Linked DNA regions of Pan troglodytes: region 2 is linked to region 1. The links are chromatin contacts, called in public capture Hi-C maps. All regions are on one chromosome and are shown on one strand. The core of a region is the stretch at or near the end of the contact, and the rest is flanking DNA. Distances in the headings are between cores, read along the strand shown.

What was found. Capture Hi-C pulls out chosen DNA fragments and counts their contacts.
Region 2: a contact with region 1 is called in a capture Hi-C map of stem cell-derived neural stem cells, with 6 times the contacts expected there. The contact joins two enhancer-like sites. A contact is called at or near these places in 4 of 7 Hi-C or Micro-C datasets (blood, induced pluripotent stem cells and stem cell-derived neural progenitor cells) and 1 of 1 other capture datasets (stem cell-derived neural stem cells).

What each region holds. Positions count from the first base shown.
Region 1 is chr18:22,522,203-22,525,218 of NHGRI_mPanTro3-v2.0_pri, reverse strand. No RefSeq gene overlaps it. Among named protein-coding and RNA genes, the nearest start is that of GPRC5B, 13 kb to the right of the region's middle. Within about 2 kb of position 1,313, at least 1 of the 24 cell types and tissues checked has an H3K27ac peak or open chromatin away from gene starts, as enhancers often do. A contact at or near this core is called in stem cell-derived neural stem cells, where this site is marked.
Region 2 is chr18:23,008,360-23,011,208 of NHGRI_mPanTro3-v2.0_pri, reverse strand. The region is part of intron 2 of PDILT (protein disulfide isomerase like, testis expressed); the gene reads left to right. Among named protein-coding and RNA genes, the nearest start is that of PDILT, 18 kb to the left of the region's middle. Within about 2 kb of position 1,573, at least 7 of the 24 cell types and tissues checked have an H3K27ac peak or open chromatin away from gene starts, as enhancers often do. A contact at or near this core is called in stem cell-derived neural stem cells, where this site is marked.

The DNA.
Region 1 (3,016 bases), core at 64-2,563:
GCAACTCAAACAGTGATCTGTGCTACTGTGAATTTCTATCATCAGCTGATTTTTTTTTTTTTTTTTTTTGAGACGGAGTCTCACTTTGTTGCCCAGGCTGGAGTATAGTGGTGCGATCGCTGCTCACTGCAACCTCCGCCTTCCGGGTTCAAGTGATTGTCCTGCCTCAGCCTCCCGAGTAGCTGGGATTACAGGTAAGCAACACCATACCCGGCTAATTTGTGTATTTTTAGTAGAGACAGGGTTTCACCATGTTAGCCAGGCTGGTCTTGAACTCCTGACCTCAAATGGTCCACCTGCCTCAGCCTCCCAAAATGCTGGGATTACAGCCACCAGCTGTTATTTAGACCTTCCGGACTCCAAGCAACTTCAGCCACAAGCATACTGTGATTTGCTTGTTTTCAATGTTGTCTATGAGGTTGTTTAATAAGGAGTGGGCTTGCTTCCATTCTTTTTGGAATAGGGCAAAGAATGAATGAACAATTGAATGAATTAATAAACAAATATATGTTCATACACACTGTAAATAATATTACTAATCCTTAGAAGAGATATGTTCTCAGACACCTTTAAGAATTTGCCCCATGTCATGTCTCAGAGCCCAGGAATCTGTCTGTCTCTGGGGAGCCCTGGGCAGTGTAGAGATTGTGCATTCAAAAATTTGTCAGAGGAGGCTGGGCGCTGTGGCTCACGCCTGTAATCCCAGCACTTTGGGAGGCCGAGGCAAGAGGATCACTTGAGACCAGGAGTTAGATGCCAGCCTGGGCAACTTAGTGAGACCCTGTCCCTACAAAAAATTTAAAAATTAGCAGGACATGATGGCGCACACCTTTAGTCCCATCTACTCTGGAGGCTGAGGTAGGAGGATCACTGGAGCCCAAGTTTGAGGTTGCAGTGAGCTATGATTGCACCACTGCACTCCAGCCTGGGCAACAGAGACAGACTCTGTCTCTAAGAAAAGAAAAAAGATGATCAGGGGTACCATTACTTCTTCCACTCAATCCCGTCTACTCATTTATAACAAAGCCCAAAGCATAGGACACGCCAAAGACAGTGAAGATTTTTTTTTAAATGAGGTGTCTGACCAGAGACAGATGTAAAGGTCAGGACAAAGACAGACGTCTCCCCCAAGTGGAAATCCGGGGAAATGCAGTCTAAGAGGAGAAGAGGGAGCCTCCAAATTCACCACTGAATGAGAGCCTGAAAGCGGAGTTCGAGGAGGAAAGTCACGACCTAGGTCACGGATGCACACTCGGCCCTCCTGGGTCAGGCAGGGATGGGCATTTGGGAGGCAGGTTGGGTGTGGGGACAGGAAGTGTAGGGACCTGGCGGCAGCCACCACCACCACTCAGCTGAAACTCTGGGCTCTGCAGGATGTTGAGGTCTTGGCTTCCAGAGGAAAAAACATTTCCACCAGGGACACAGAAAATATCCCATTAAATCTCACGCTGCAGCTGCCACCTGGTCTCTTTGTACGCTTCATGGTGGGAAAGATGAGCAGGCAAAGAAAGGATCCTCTGTCCTGGGAGGAGGAATGAACTCCACCCTCAGGAGGAGGGAGGGCTGTCTGGGGTCAGGGAAGATGTTTAGCCCTTGGGTGATTTCACCTGGGCATTTCTAGTCACCTGTCTTTTTTTTTTTTTTTTTAAAGAGAGAGACAGCATCTCACTCTGTTACGTAGGTGGTGTTCAGTGGTGCCATCATAGCTCACGACAGCCTCCCACTCCTGGGCTCAAGTGATCTTCCCGCCTCAGCTTCCCAAGTAGCTGGGACCACAGGTGCACACCACCCTGCCCAGCTAATTTTTAATTTTTTTTTTTTTTAACAGAGACGAGGTATCACTATGTTACCCAGGCTGGTCTCAAACTCCAGACCTTAACTGATCCTCCCATCCCGGCCTCCCAAAGCACTGGGATTACAGACATGAGCCACCACACCCAACCTCTGGCTCACTTTTGATGGGAAGTGGTCACACGCAACAGCCACAGCCTGAGAAGGGAGGGGATGATGACCAGGGGCTCAGGACCCTCAGCAACGAAGGTCTTGATCAGGCCCTGGGTGAACCACTGAGGTCAGCAGGGGGCACGGCCAAGGGCAAGGGGAGCAAGAGTGAGTAACAGAGAATGGGGGCAATGAATACCTGCTGGTGGCCAAGTCCCTTCCCAGCCTCTTCCTTTCAGGAAGCAGGTGAGCAGACTCAGCCAGGGTCTGCAGCCACTTTGATGTGAGGCACGAAGGCTCAGCCCCACTTCCCCAGTGTGGGGCAACTCTACGAGGCCAGCTCCAGAGCTGCCGGGAAGGCAATGCAGCCCAACCGGTCCCTCTGCCCAATGCTGCCTCCTCCCATCCTGGATGCTGATCCCGAGAGCACTCCCAAAACCTTTCCCATGTGCCAGTCTCCACCTCAGAGCCTGCTTCCCAAGGTGCCCACCTGCACCACCAGCTGTATTCCTGGGGAGCAGCTCCGGCAGGTGGCTTTCTCATGCCCAACTCCAATTCCGCTCACTGGGCACACACCAATCCCCTCTTGCTTCACCTGGATCCCCCAGATATTTCTTGTTATCAACTGAATGTTTGTGTCCCCCTAAATTCATATGTTGAAGCCCTCATCCCCAATGGGATGGTATTAGGAGGTGGGGCCTTAGAGAGGTGATTAGGTTTAGAAGAGCTCATGAGAGCAGGGCCCCCCTGATGGGATTAGTGCCCTTACAAGAAACAAAACAAAGCTCTCTGGCATGCACTCGCACTCTCTTTCTCTCTCTCTTCTCTGTGGGTGTGTGTGTTTGTGTGTGTATATATATATAAATAAAATCTCCCCACCATATCACTATCCAGCAAGAAGGCAGCCATCTACAGCCAAGAAGAGAGCCCTTCCCAGAACCCACCCATGCTGGCACCTTGATTTTGAATTTCCAGCCTCCAAGAAATAAATGTGCTTGTTTAAGCCACCATTCTATGGTATTTTGTTATAGCAGCCAGAGCTGGCTGAGACACCTTGTCATGCAATTGTCCTGCC
Region 2 (2,849 bases), core at 324-2,823, 490 kb before region 1:
TCAGATCACCACCTAAGGACAGGAGTTCAAGACCAGCCTGGCCAGCATGGTAAAACCCCATCTCTACTAAAAATACAAATATTAGCAGGGCCTGGTGGTGCATGCATGTAATCCCAGCTACTCAGGAGGCCAAGGCAGGAGAATCACTTGAACCCGGGAGGTGGAGGTTGCAGTAAGCCAAGATGGTGCCACTGTACTCCAACCTGGGTGACAGAACGAGATCCGTCTAAAAAAAAAAAGAAAAAAGAAAAGAAAAAAAGTAACTCAGATCACCTCCACCTCTGCTCCAAACCCTCTGGTACCATTCCATATTCTGGGAAAAGTCTATTCAGTGGCTTGCGAGACCCTACATCACCTGTCCCCTGGCCCCAGCTCACTCTGCTCCAGACCCAATGGACTTCTTGTCATACCTTGAACATGTCACACATGCCCCACCTCAGGGCCTTTGCATACACTGGCCCTTTACCAGGAATTCTCTCCTGCTAGATGTCTACATGGCTTGCGCTCTCATTTCTTTCCATCTTTATTAAAACATTGCTTCTCAGTGAGCCATCTTTAGCCTCCTACTTAAACTTGCAATTTCCCTAATACTCCCAACCTCTAACTCTCCTGTTCTTTTCCAAAGCACATATTATCTAACACAGCACGTATTTTACTTTGTTATTCTGCTTATTTTCTGCCTTTTCCAGTGACAGCAGGGGTTTTTATCTGTTCACTGTTATATCCCCAATCCCTAGGACAGTGCCTGGCACATGGCATATCCTAAAAGTTTCATTGTATGAATGAATAAATGAATGAATGCATAAAATGAATGAATGAATCTCCATTACTATTATCATAGGCCCCATCAATCTAGCTCTCAGACCCCAGCACTCCGGTTGCCACAAGCTCTCTCTGGGTGTCCATTTCAGACACCCAGGGGCACTGGGTTGTGTGTGGAACCTCTAAAATTTGCTTTACCATCTGGACAATCATTCCAAGTGTTTCTCTTGCCCTGAGCTTCCGCCCTCAGAAACTCAGATTCGGATTCTGTGTCAATCAGCAATCCTGAGCCCAGCATGGCCACATCCACGAGGAAGCCGGGGAGAGCCCCATGGACCAGAGCAGCCAGCAATTGGCCAGTGCATGCTGGTGATGATGGATAGGGGATATAGAAGGCGATGACGGTGACAAAGCAGGCAGTGGAGGGGCATCGATTCAGGAGGGAGGCACAAAGTCCCCGCTTCCGGTCCACTGACCGGGAGTTTAATGAAAGCGATCATTCACTTTCCGATCCCATTGCAGGAGCAGGCGTGCTGACCAGCAACGGGGCCCGCGCCAGCTGTCCCGGGGCCCTGCTTTCTGAGCGGCACTTTACAAAAGACCTCTCTGTTGGACTTGGAACTTGCCCTCTGCAGCAGAGGTCATTTGCACTTTCTCCAAGTGCTCCAGATGGACCAAGGGGGTGGGCGGCAGTGAAAAAGATAAAATGTTCTGGCTTGAAAGACAATCAATGACCCCCTGCCCTGGCTCAGCCCCCTTCCTCAGTCATGGGGTAGCCAGGAACCTGCAGCCTCACAATGTTATCAGGAGGAAGAAAGGCAAACTTGGGCGCCTTTTAGTCCCCTCCGTTTAGCCAGAAAAGCCTCTTGCACTGCCAAGGTCACGTGCCAGCTCCCTGATACCGCTTCCAGAAAAGGGCTTCCCCCAGTCCCTCCCCACTGCCCAGCAACGTGAGGGGCCAAGGCGTCCAGATCAGATCTCTTAATGGAGAGTTCCAGGTCTCTTCGAGACAAGAGGGTGGACTCAGGGGAACACCACAACCTCCCCTATCCCCGCCCTTCCCACACCTGGTTTTCCTTACCTGCCAAAGTCCCCTGTCCAATTACATGCAGGGCAACTGCAGGGGCTCAATTTGGCCTGTTAGCTCCAGGACGTTCCACCAGATGGCGCTCATGAGCTCTCATGCTTCCTCTCTGTCTCCATAATTTCTGACCACAGAATTTTTTTAAAACAAAAAATTTTAATAGTTTGGAAAATTTCCCTCTAGACTTCTTTTGCCCTGGGCATACACTTTTTAACAATTCCATAAATGTGATCATCGTGTCTATGCTACTGAGTGGTTTGTTTTTGTTTATTTCAATAGCTTTGGGGGTACAAGTGGCTTTTGGTTACAGGGATCAATTGTGTAGAGGTGAGGTCTGAGATTTTAGTGCACCCATCACCTTAGTCATGTTCATTCTACCTAATATGCAGTTTTTTTTAATCCCTCACCCTGCATCCAGCCTCCCCGCATCTGAGTCTCCAATGTCCATTATACCACTCTGCATGCCTTTGTGTAATCATTGCTTGGGTCCTGCTTTGACCACAGAAATTTTACTATAATAATGGAAGCAGTAGTAAGAATGCACCATGTACTTAACTTGTGCCAGGCATTATGCCAAGTGTTTTACATGCCTAGTGGAGATTAGAAAAGAACTCTACAGCCAGACGGAGTGGGCTCTTGTCCTGGCCTTACCTCTCACTGTCACAGGGCTTTGCACAAGTAAGTCATTTGTTGTGCTTCAGTTTCCTCATGTATAAAATTGAGATAATAATAATACCTATCCCACAGAGTTATAGAGAGGAGTAAATGGCTTAATGCATGTAAAACTCTTAGAAAACAATAAGCAATTATAGCTGGTTGTGACATAAATCTCATTTAACTCTGATGATTCCTTGAAGTAACCACTATTATTTTCACCCACTTTACACAAGAGAAGTGGAGCTCAGAGAGATGGAGTAAAGTTGCCCATGGTTGTGTTGTTTCCAATGCTACTGAATCCAAAGAACCTTGATAGACATCTCCCAGATTGTCTAATTTCATGAAC